Linked DNA regions of Gossypium hirsutum: region 2 is linked to region 1. The links are chromatin contacts, called in public Hi-C maps. All regions are on one chromosome and are shown on one strand. Each heading gives the region's core, a stretch centred on a gene start, on an enhancer-like site or on the middle of the called end of the contact. The rest is flanking DNA. Distances are from core to core; before and after follow the strand shown. Region 1 holds the start of LOC107893801 (truncated transcription factor CAULIFLOWER A-like). Region 2 has its middle 12 kb from the start of LOC121212291.

Region 1 (4,642 bases), core at 59-2,558:
AAAGTTTTGGACTAATTATAACGATCGAGGTTCGTAAGCGTTAGTAAAAAGTCAACAAAAAAGCTATGTGTCAGTCACTCAATGTATTAATGTGCCCCATCAACAATCTATTAAAATGAAACAAAAAATTTAATGGTGGTGATTAATTCACACACTTATCTTATTTAGAATGATTAAATTGAGAAAAAAATTTGGAGTGACCAAATAGACAAACCTTATTTTTGAGTGACTATAAGTGTAGTTTACCAAAAATATTTTTAAAAAATATGAAACATAATAAATCAAGGTAGTTAGTACATACTAGTAGATACATCATTTTTTCCATTAAAATTGGTGCATATTGATATGGGTTTGTTTTGATGAATTGTTTCAAATTTATTGACATTTTTAAAAATATATTTAATATATGTATATAAAATATTTATGCATCTAATGATGCAAAAATTTTAATGAAAATTTTTATCATTTATTACCATAACTGTAAAGAAATAGAAATTTTATATTTTTTAAATTATTTATGTATTACTGTGCAATGTTTTGGTTGGCATGATCAGAATTGGATGGAAAAAGCTAGTATGATTGGTATTAATAAAAATTTTAATTAATGTAAAAAAAATTAATTACATCAATTTATTATTGGAATGATGTCCATCAATCTATTAATCAATAATAAAAAAATGAAAATAAGACTAGATTACGTGTGAATTTTACCTCGTACAGTATTATTATTTTTCTATATTTTAATAATTTGAATCATTTCATAACTACATTAAAATTTGTTTCCGTACAAGATTGTTATTTTTCCAATAATAAACCTATGCATTATAATTTATTTGGGTTTAAGAGAGAAAAAGAAAATCTCCGCCGTCAGCTGTGTGAGTGTGTGACAGCGAGGGGTCTCCGTACAGCTTCTGACGGTATCTATAGGCTATATGAAGAAAACACCTTATTTTTTTTAATAAAAAGAAGAAATAAAATTGTGGTTCCAACATGAGACAGTAACGACTGAACAGTCATGTTAACCAATGAGGGACCGACAGCACATTCTTAATAAACCACTCTGGTTTTATCTACAAATCCACTCCCTTTCCCTAAAACCACTTTTTTTTTTCTTTTTCCTATTTTTTCCCTGCATTTCCATTTCTATATATGTTGTGCATGTTTTCTCAGATATACTTCACATTTAGCAAAAGAATTTTTTTTTCCAACTTGGGTATTTAACTTTACTCCATCTTCCTCCTCCTTCTTCTTCCTTTTTAGGATCTGGGTTTTTTCCCCCCAATTTTTTAAGGTTATAAAAAAAGAAAATGGGGAGAGGTAGGGTTCAGTTGAAGAGGATTGAGAACAAGATCAACAGGCAAGTTACTTTCTCCAAAAGGAGAGCTGGGTTGTTGAAAAAAGCTCATGAGATCTCCATCTTGTGTGATGCTGAGGTCGCTTTGATTGTCTTCTCCCACAAAGGGAAGCTCTTTGAATACTCCACTGATTCCTGGTATTTCCTTCCCCCTTCATTCTGTTTTCTTTTTAATTTTTTTAAAGTATTCTCCAAGGTTTTGAGAAACAAAGATAAAGTTACTTTTTTTTTTTTGGCTTTGAAACTGAAATAGATGTTTATGAAAGTGGTTTTTGAGGCACTGTCATTAGCAGTTTCTCCTGGATTTCATGCAATGGTTATAACAGGTGAAAAAAAAATTAAAGAATATTACACAGTTCAGTAAAAAGTGTGACTATAACTATATCAGTAATAGAATTTACAAGTGTTTCAGAGATGTTGAAGTAGCAAAAGAATGGAAAGCTTTGAGGGGGAAGTTTGGTCTCATCTTGCTAAAACAAGGTTATTGACCAATGGATGATGAAGAAGAAGCAATAAAAAATTTCCCCTTTTTTAAACTAAAACTTTCTCAATTAGGAGAAAATACAAAGTATCCATTCTATGGACTAAATTATTAATACCAAGTTATAAAAGAAGGGAAAAGCAACACTGAACTTTGTAATAAATTTTATATTCTGTCATCTCAAAAGGAAAAATCATGCTATCAAACATATTTTCTTCTAAAGATAGTAAAAGAAAACCTAAAAAATATGGCTATGTTTTTTCTGAAAATAAATTTGTTTTTACAATTTATTTTTTTGGTTTTGGAACAGAGCTACTATCTTTGTCATCTTCTCTCCTTTGTGTGTTTCCTTTTAGTCCTTACAAGCAACAACTGCTATACATGTATCTCCTTCTTCTTCTTCACCAGTTCTTAAGGCCTAGACCCTCTTTGGCTTTTGAGAACTCTTTGATCCAACAACTGTCCAAGGCCAAAAAGAGGTACCTTTTTGGTAGTTAGAAAATTAGGGATTTGACAATTTTTGTACAGAGGGAGTTTCCTTTTTGAACCCTAAACAAGCTAATAAACTGCTTTCTAAAATTTACATATTCCAATGGGCTCTTCTTTTAGCTGATTTGGTTACATATATGTCACCAATAGCCAGTTACTGGTTCAAGTGAGAAAAAGAATAAAGGAAAAATTATTTATAAGCCTTGATAACTAGGAAAAGAAAACTCTGCAATTTGTGATTCAAGTTCTTCAGTTATATATTATAGATATGGTGTCTGTCTATTTATGGTAATTATCTGAATTTAAATTAATTGATATTTGATGCATATATCCTTTTTTTTCATTATTTTGATTGAGAATAGTTATTTTTTTAAATAAATTAAAATAAAAATATCAAAGCTAAAAATGAAATGAAGGAAAATTGAACACTTTGGATTAGGCTTTATGATTTTATATGCTCTGGATTTATGGTGTGTTTAATAAAAAATCAAATTTTTTTAGTAAATTGAAAAGGGAATTTTTTTTATATTTTATTTTTAAAAAAATGTTTTGAGAATTTTCAATTAAAAAATGTTGAATAATATAAGTAGATAGATAACTTATTTATCACTTCGGTGCTATTGGATAAAATGAAAAGTTAAGTATTGGAAATTTAAGAATTAATTTTATGTTATAAAATTTGTTTGATATAGCACTTAACATTAATTATGGAATATAATTAAATAGTTTGATAATTACATGTTTAAAATTATAAAAAAAATTATATATTACATTTTATCCTTAATTTAAAACATTTCACCTTATTTCAAACTAAAGTGAAATTTTAAATTTAAAGTTTTTATAGGATAATATAATATTAAAATAAATGAATAAAATAGAATTAATTGAAAATATTCTATTTTTAAATAATAAATAGCTCTTATTTACTTATCATTTTCTACATTTTTTTATTTCAGATTATTAGACATGTGTACATAATTAAATTATTGAAAATATTAATTTTCATTTAATTTAATATTTCTAATAGATTATCAAATAAGGCCTTACTAAAAATGTTAAGTTGATTTTATTTTTAAAAAACTTATATTTTAAATAAATTATCAAACTAATAGCTTTTCCAAATAAAAAAATATCAAGCTAATATAAAAAATTTTTATTAATAAGATTTAAATTATATACCAAAAAATAAGATTAAATATGAAAAAATAATTTTGAAAAATCAAAATTTTCTATTTAAAAAAATAAATCTATTTATTAATTAATTTTTACTAATAATCCAAATAATTTCATAATAAATTTAGAGGTAGTTGATTTTTCAAATTATCCAACATTGCATAAATTAAAAATTTACCTACTTAAATATTTAAAATCCAAAACCCTAATTTTGAATGAGTTCATATACGGCATCTATATACAGAAAGAAAAATGGGGGAGGGAGGGTGGCGGTTCAAAGCAAGCTTGAATTGATTCTGTTATGACTCCTCCAAGTTCCTTTGATCTTTCAAGTATTTTATCACCTAAAAAGTAACGTAATTAATTGTGATCCAAAAAAATTATAATTTGATGACTAATTTAATTATTATTTTTTCTCCCCCATTCCTAACACAAATTTTATGACGTGGACTTAATCATATCATTACGATATGTAAGGAATCAAGGGGTTTATGGTGTAAGGCACCGTTATCACAGACTTATAGTTCCTTAAGTCACTTATCAAAACTGAAAAAAAAAAAAAAAAAAAAAACACTTTTAGTTGCTTTAAGTCAGTTTGGTGATACTCAAAATCAGACAGGATTTGACTTCTGATTTTTTGAGGGTTGATTTCGACCTCTTTCAGCTTCCTTCCTCCATGCTGATGACAGACATGCTATTTTTTTAACTGGATTTATGTTTAACTCATTAAAACTCTTAGAAGCTAATATAAAAATTTTAATGTTTTAACCCTTAAGTACTATCTTCTTTTATAGATTACATCACGTAGTTCATTGCAAGTATATATATGGATTTATACTCACTAACATAGCATAAATATTAATCCTTGAGACAAGTTAAGAACGAAGTATGGCATATGAACTATGAAGCCATTAGAAACTTATTGAGTTAATGCAAAAATTAGTTGGAGCAAATGGAAATTAGTTGTTTGTGTGTGTATGCATGCATGAATGCATGTATGTATGTATGGAAATTAGTATGGCATATGAAGCCATTAGAAATCTATATATATTATATGTTTTAAATTAAAGTAAAAGTTATATAAGAAATTAGGGTACAATTAGTTTTACTTGGGAAAGAAAATATTGTGCCATTAAGACTGACAT
Region 2 (4,461 bases), core at 559-3,058, 890 kb before region 1:
GCAGAATCAAGCTTTTAAAATTATAAAATTTTATGTTATCTTAAAAATTTATAATTCAATTTTAATCTACCATATAAATTTAAGGGTATTTATTATCATACGAATCCCATTGTAATATATATATGTGTGTCTATTCCTTGAAAAACTTAAAATACAAATTACATAGGCAAAAGGGTTTTATTAATTAGAGTATCTAGTATTGCATGTGATATGCTTTATGCTTTACCTTTTTAAGGAAAGAAAAAGTACCCCTTGACCACAAAAGCTAAATAGAAATGATCCATGGCTACAAATTAGTGCCCTCTGGCTATACATATGTATGGGGATTGATATAAATGCATAGGGTGGTATTTTGGTTCTTAGATTAGAAATTAAGCCGCTCTAAGTAGCATCCAAAGGAGAAAAGTTTATTTATTTTTAATGTGGTTAGGCATAATGGATAATTATTTAATATATTAGCGGTAGAGTTTTTTAACTTTATAAACGAGATTAAAAAGACGATACATCTCTTTAATTAATTCTTAAAATATAAAAAATAGATAAGTAGAACATCTAATGCAAGGCCATTCATGATTCAAACCTTACATATTACTATTTGATAATATTTCATTATTAATTCTGAATAGTGTTTCAAACTGTCGATTTTCATCTAAGTAGCATCACATGTTGTAGTCGAATTCTTTGCTTGTTATGGTATACGTTATAAGTAAGACAATGGATTGAATATTTGCGATTATTTTTTTTGTAAAATCTTATTTCGAATTCATAAATTTAATTTAAAATTTAAATTTATTTATTATTTGCATCAAATTCGAGTAAAATTAAATAAAATTCATGTCAAAGTTGCTAATCTCATTTAGTAATTGTAAAAAAAAATTTAAAATAAAAATTTAAATAGTGAATTTGAATATCTAAATATATTATTTGTAAAAATAAAGTAGATTTGAATATTTATTATTTAAATCCACATTTGTCATATGTAAAAATGTAAAACTTATTAGAATATAGATATCCAAGAGTTAATATATGCCTTTGCTCCGAATTAGCTGATGATAATAATTAGAATATTTAAACTAAAATATTATCCCAATCAATTCACACACATAAATAGATACATGCAAAAGAAATCTATTAAGAAAAGAAAAAGAAAAAAGCGGAATAATTTTACAAGTATTATTAATATTATTATTAGCATCATCATTTATTTTTCATCAATAATAAAGACATTTGATAGCATCCTATGACACCATCCTAAACGCGTTTTTAGAGTTTTTTTTATTCCACTAATAATATAGGAGAAAATAAAGATACTTGAAAAATAATTTTTCAAGTACATAAAAATTATCAATAACTCTTATATAATTTCTTGAAAAATAAATTTTCATGTAAAATATTTAATTTTATATTATAAAATAAAATATTATTGTTTTTTTAACTTTTAACTTATGATTGAAATGGATATTTGGTTACCCTAAGGAGAGAAAAACCAAATAGTAGTAGTTGAATCCAATGGTGTGAAGTTTTGAACAGAAAAACTATGTATTTATGATTAACCAAGTACAAATTTCCTGATTTTAAACAATTATGATTGTGAAATTGGAAAATAAGAAAGAAAGGCATAAAAGGGAATAAATAGAAATTTAAGAAAAAGCTGTGATGTAGAAGATATGAACCCTAATTCAAAGATAGATGGGTTCATAGTTGTGTAGTCGACACGTGTAGTAGTAGCTGCAAGAGTCCAGGTTGTTGGGACAGAACTGTGGACATTCATATCCTGTAAGACAAGTTCTAAACCCAAGAAGAAAAGAAGAGTTCGATCGACTGTCCTAACCCAATCACACCTCGACACGTTTCCTTATCCCCTGCTTCACTGTCTCCTTGATTGTGATTGCAATTGCCTGCTTTCTTTTCCCTTTAAATTGTTTAATTATCAGGTGAAACTTGAAAGTTGAAACTCGTGCTTCTTTTTTCATTTTTAATTTTTTCGAAAAATTAAATGGATTCTTGAGGCAAAAATTAAATGAGGTATATTCATACATTATATTAAGTTGATTAATTAATTAAAATTTTTTTTTATTGAATCATAAAATTATTATAAGAAGTTTTTATATTTTTATATAAAATTTATAAAAAAACAATTTAAACTCGAAAGCCATAATGAGACTTGAGCTTTTAAGCTTTTCAATGTTTTAGTTTACTATTTCAACAAAAATCCATTAATCTTTTTTATATAATTTTTTATAAATGTAATTTTTTACATACAATTTCTTTTCAATCATATTATAAGCGTTACTAATTTAGTATTTATTATATATTTTTTTGATAATATAATGGGGTAGAGAGTGAGAGTATCACGGTTCGAATCTATGTCAAACGGATGTCTGATAAAAGTTTTAACCACCACCTATATAAGTCAAAGACAATATTTATTATATTTATATTTAATAACTTTTTGTACTATCAGTCCATTAAAGGAGCTAATTGCATCAAATATTACTATGCTAATATCTGGATTTTAAATGGGTTTTTAAAATTCAAACCGTTCTAATTGAGTTATTGAAATATTAGTATTGTATCAATAGATCCTTTCATCAACCTATTTATCAATTTAGATATTAAATGCCATTTCAAATATGGTGTGAAATATATTTAGGGTAAACTACACTCAATGTCATTAAATTATTAGTAAGTTGACGTTTTGGTCACTCAACTTTAAAAAAGTTAAAAATTGTCACTAAACTATTCAAAAGTTTTTATTTAAGTCACTAGACTATTAAAGTCGCTATTATATGACCTTTGTTCGCATCGCCTACACTAATCTAAAGCATCCCTTTCCTGGTTTCCCTTTCCTTCTACAGTTTAGTTATTTTCATGAAACAATTTTAAACGTCATGAATTTGCGAGTCAAAATCCAAACAGTTTTTTTCTCCGATCTCTGACACGGATTGTTAGGTCGACTTGGGTCTAAGCTATATCTTCTACTCGTCGATGGATACTAATCCACCGTACTGATCGTCGAATCATCCTTTAGAGCTTTCTAGCCAAGCTTTTTTAAAAAAACTTAGTAGTCTAGCGACTTCAATACAAGCTTTTGAATAGTTCAATGATTGAAAATGAAAATTTTCGAATAGTTTAATGACTATTTTGTAACTTTTTGAAGTTGAGTGACCAAAATGTAAACTTACTAATATTTTAGTGATCTTACGTGTAGTTTACTCGTATATTTAAAACACGTGGATTGAAATGTAAATATGTATATACCTATTGACAACTTAGATCAAACACATTTAAAAAACAAACAATTTAAATAAATTTTAAAACAATTATTTCAAACAATGTTAATAAATTTTAAAATAGTTAATTTTTAACGTGTTAGATCTAAGTTGTTTATACAAAAGATATTCACACGTTTTCAATTTGATCAATATATTTTAGATATATTCAATTTCAAATTAGAGTTGACATTCATGAGGTGTTTGGTTCACGAATGTAATATTACTTATCGTAATAAGATTATTGAAATGTAAAATTATTTTAACACATTACGGGTTTGTTACATTAGCCTTTTTGGTTAAGTTGGTTGGAATGTAAAATTTTACTATTTAATTAACATAATGTATATCTAAAAGTATATTTTACTAAATTCTCCCTATAGAATTTGGTTTTTTTCATTATTTACTACATAAAGGTTAAAACTTGTAGTATTTTATTTTACTGATGAATAAATGTGCATAGTTATCTGGTAAATAAATTCTATATCTCTTTCTCAAATTAATAATCGGAAATGGTAATAAGTAACTATGGCTTATCCTTTAATTAAAGTGGCAAGAAAAGAAAAGAAAAGAAAAAGTTTTTTTTTTTTAAGTTTTAGAACATGTTATTTGTTAAAGGACTAAAATGATAAAAAAAAGCATGGTAAATTGTTATAAAAAAAACATCCCAAAATTTAATAGACATAATGTAATATAATAAAATAAATATTAATTTCTCAACTTATAATAATAACAATAAATTAATTATAATTGAAATTAGGGATAAACATTTAATCGAATTGAATTGAGTGAAAAATTTTAAGTTTGTTAAGTTGACAAGTTTTATTTTTTCATCTCTATTTGAATTTTTTTAAATTGAGTTAAATGAAATAAAATTTGAGTCAAGCCTGAATAAATTTGTTTGAGTTAAATTAAAAAAAATAAACATACCAAATTGAAATATTGTTGACAATATGACTAAATTCCTAGTTAAAGTTCATAAATTTGAGACAATATATTTGAAAATTGTTAATATACTATTTGAGTTTGGCTTAAATGTTCAATTTGATACCTGAGTTTGACTTCGATATTTAAAATGGTACTTGAGTTTTTTCAATTCTATATTCAGAAATTTTGTCATGATTAAGAATGTGAGATTACTTACTCAAGGTAATGTTTGAAATATAAATGCGAAATCTTATCCCGGAAT

The links. A called contact is a pair of places that touch in the nucleus more often than the background predicts.
Region 2: a Hi-C map of leaf shows a contact between it and region 1, with 2.4 times the contacts expected there. The contact joins the enhancer-like site here to the promoter of LOC107893801 in region 1. A contact is called at or near these places in 2 of 34 Hi-C or Micro-C datasets (both in leaf).

Annotation. Positions count from the first base shown.
Region 1 is chrA13:27,504,166-27,508,807 of Gossypium_hirsutum_v2.1, reverse strand. It overlaps LOC107893801 (truncated transcription factor CAULIFLOWER A-like), which reads left to right and starts at 1,308. Exons shown (of 9, transcript NM_001326817.1): 1 at 1,308-1,492. The coding sequence starts at 1,308.
Region 2 is chrA13:28,393,723-28,398,183 of Gossypium_hirsutum_v2.1, reverse strand. No RefSeq gene overlaps it. Among protein-coding and RNA genes, the nearest start is that of LOC121212291, 12 kb to the right of the region's middle. Within about 2 kb of position 1,808, at least 2 of the 9 cell types and tissues checked have an H3K27ac peak or open chromatin away from gene starts, as enhancers often do. A contact at or near this core is called in leaf, where this site is marked.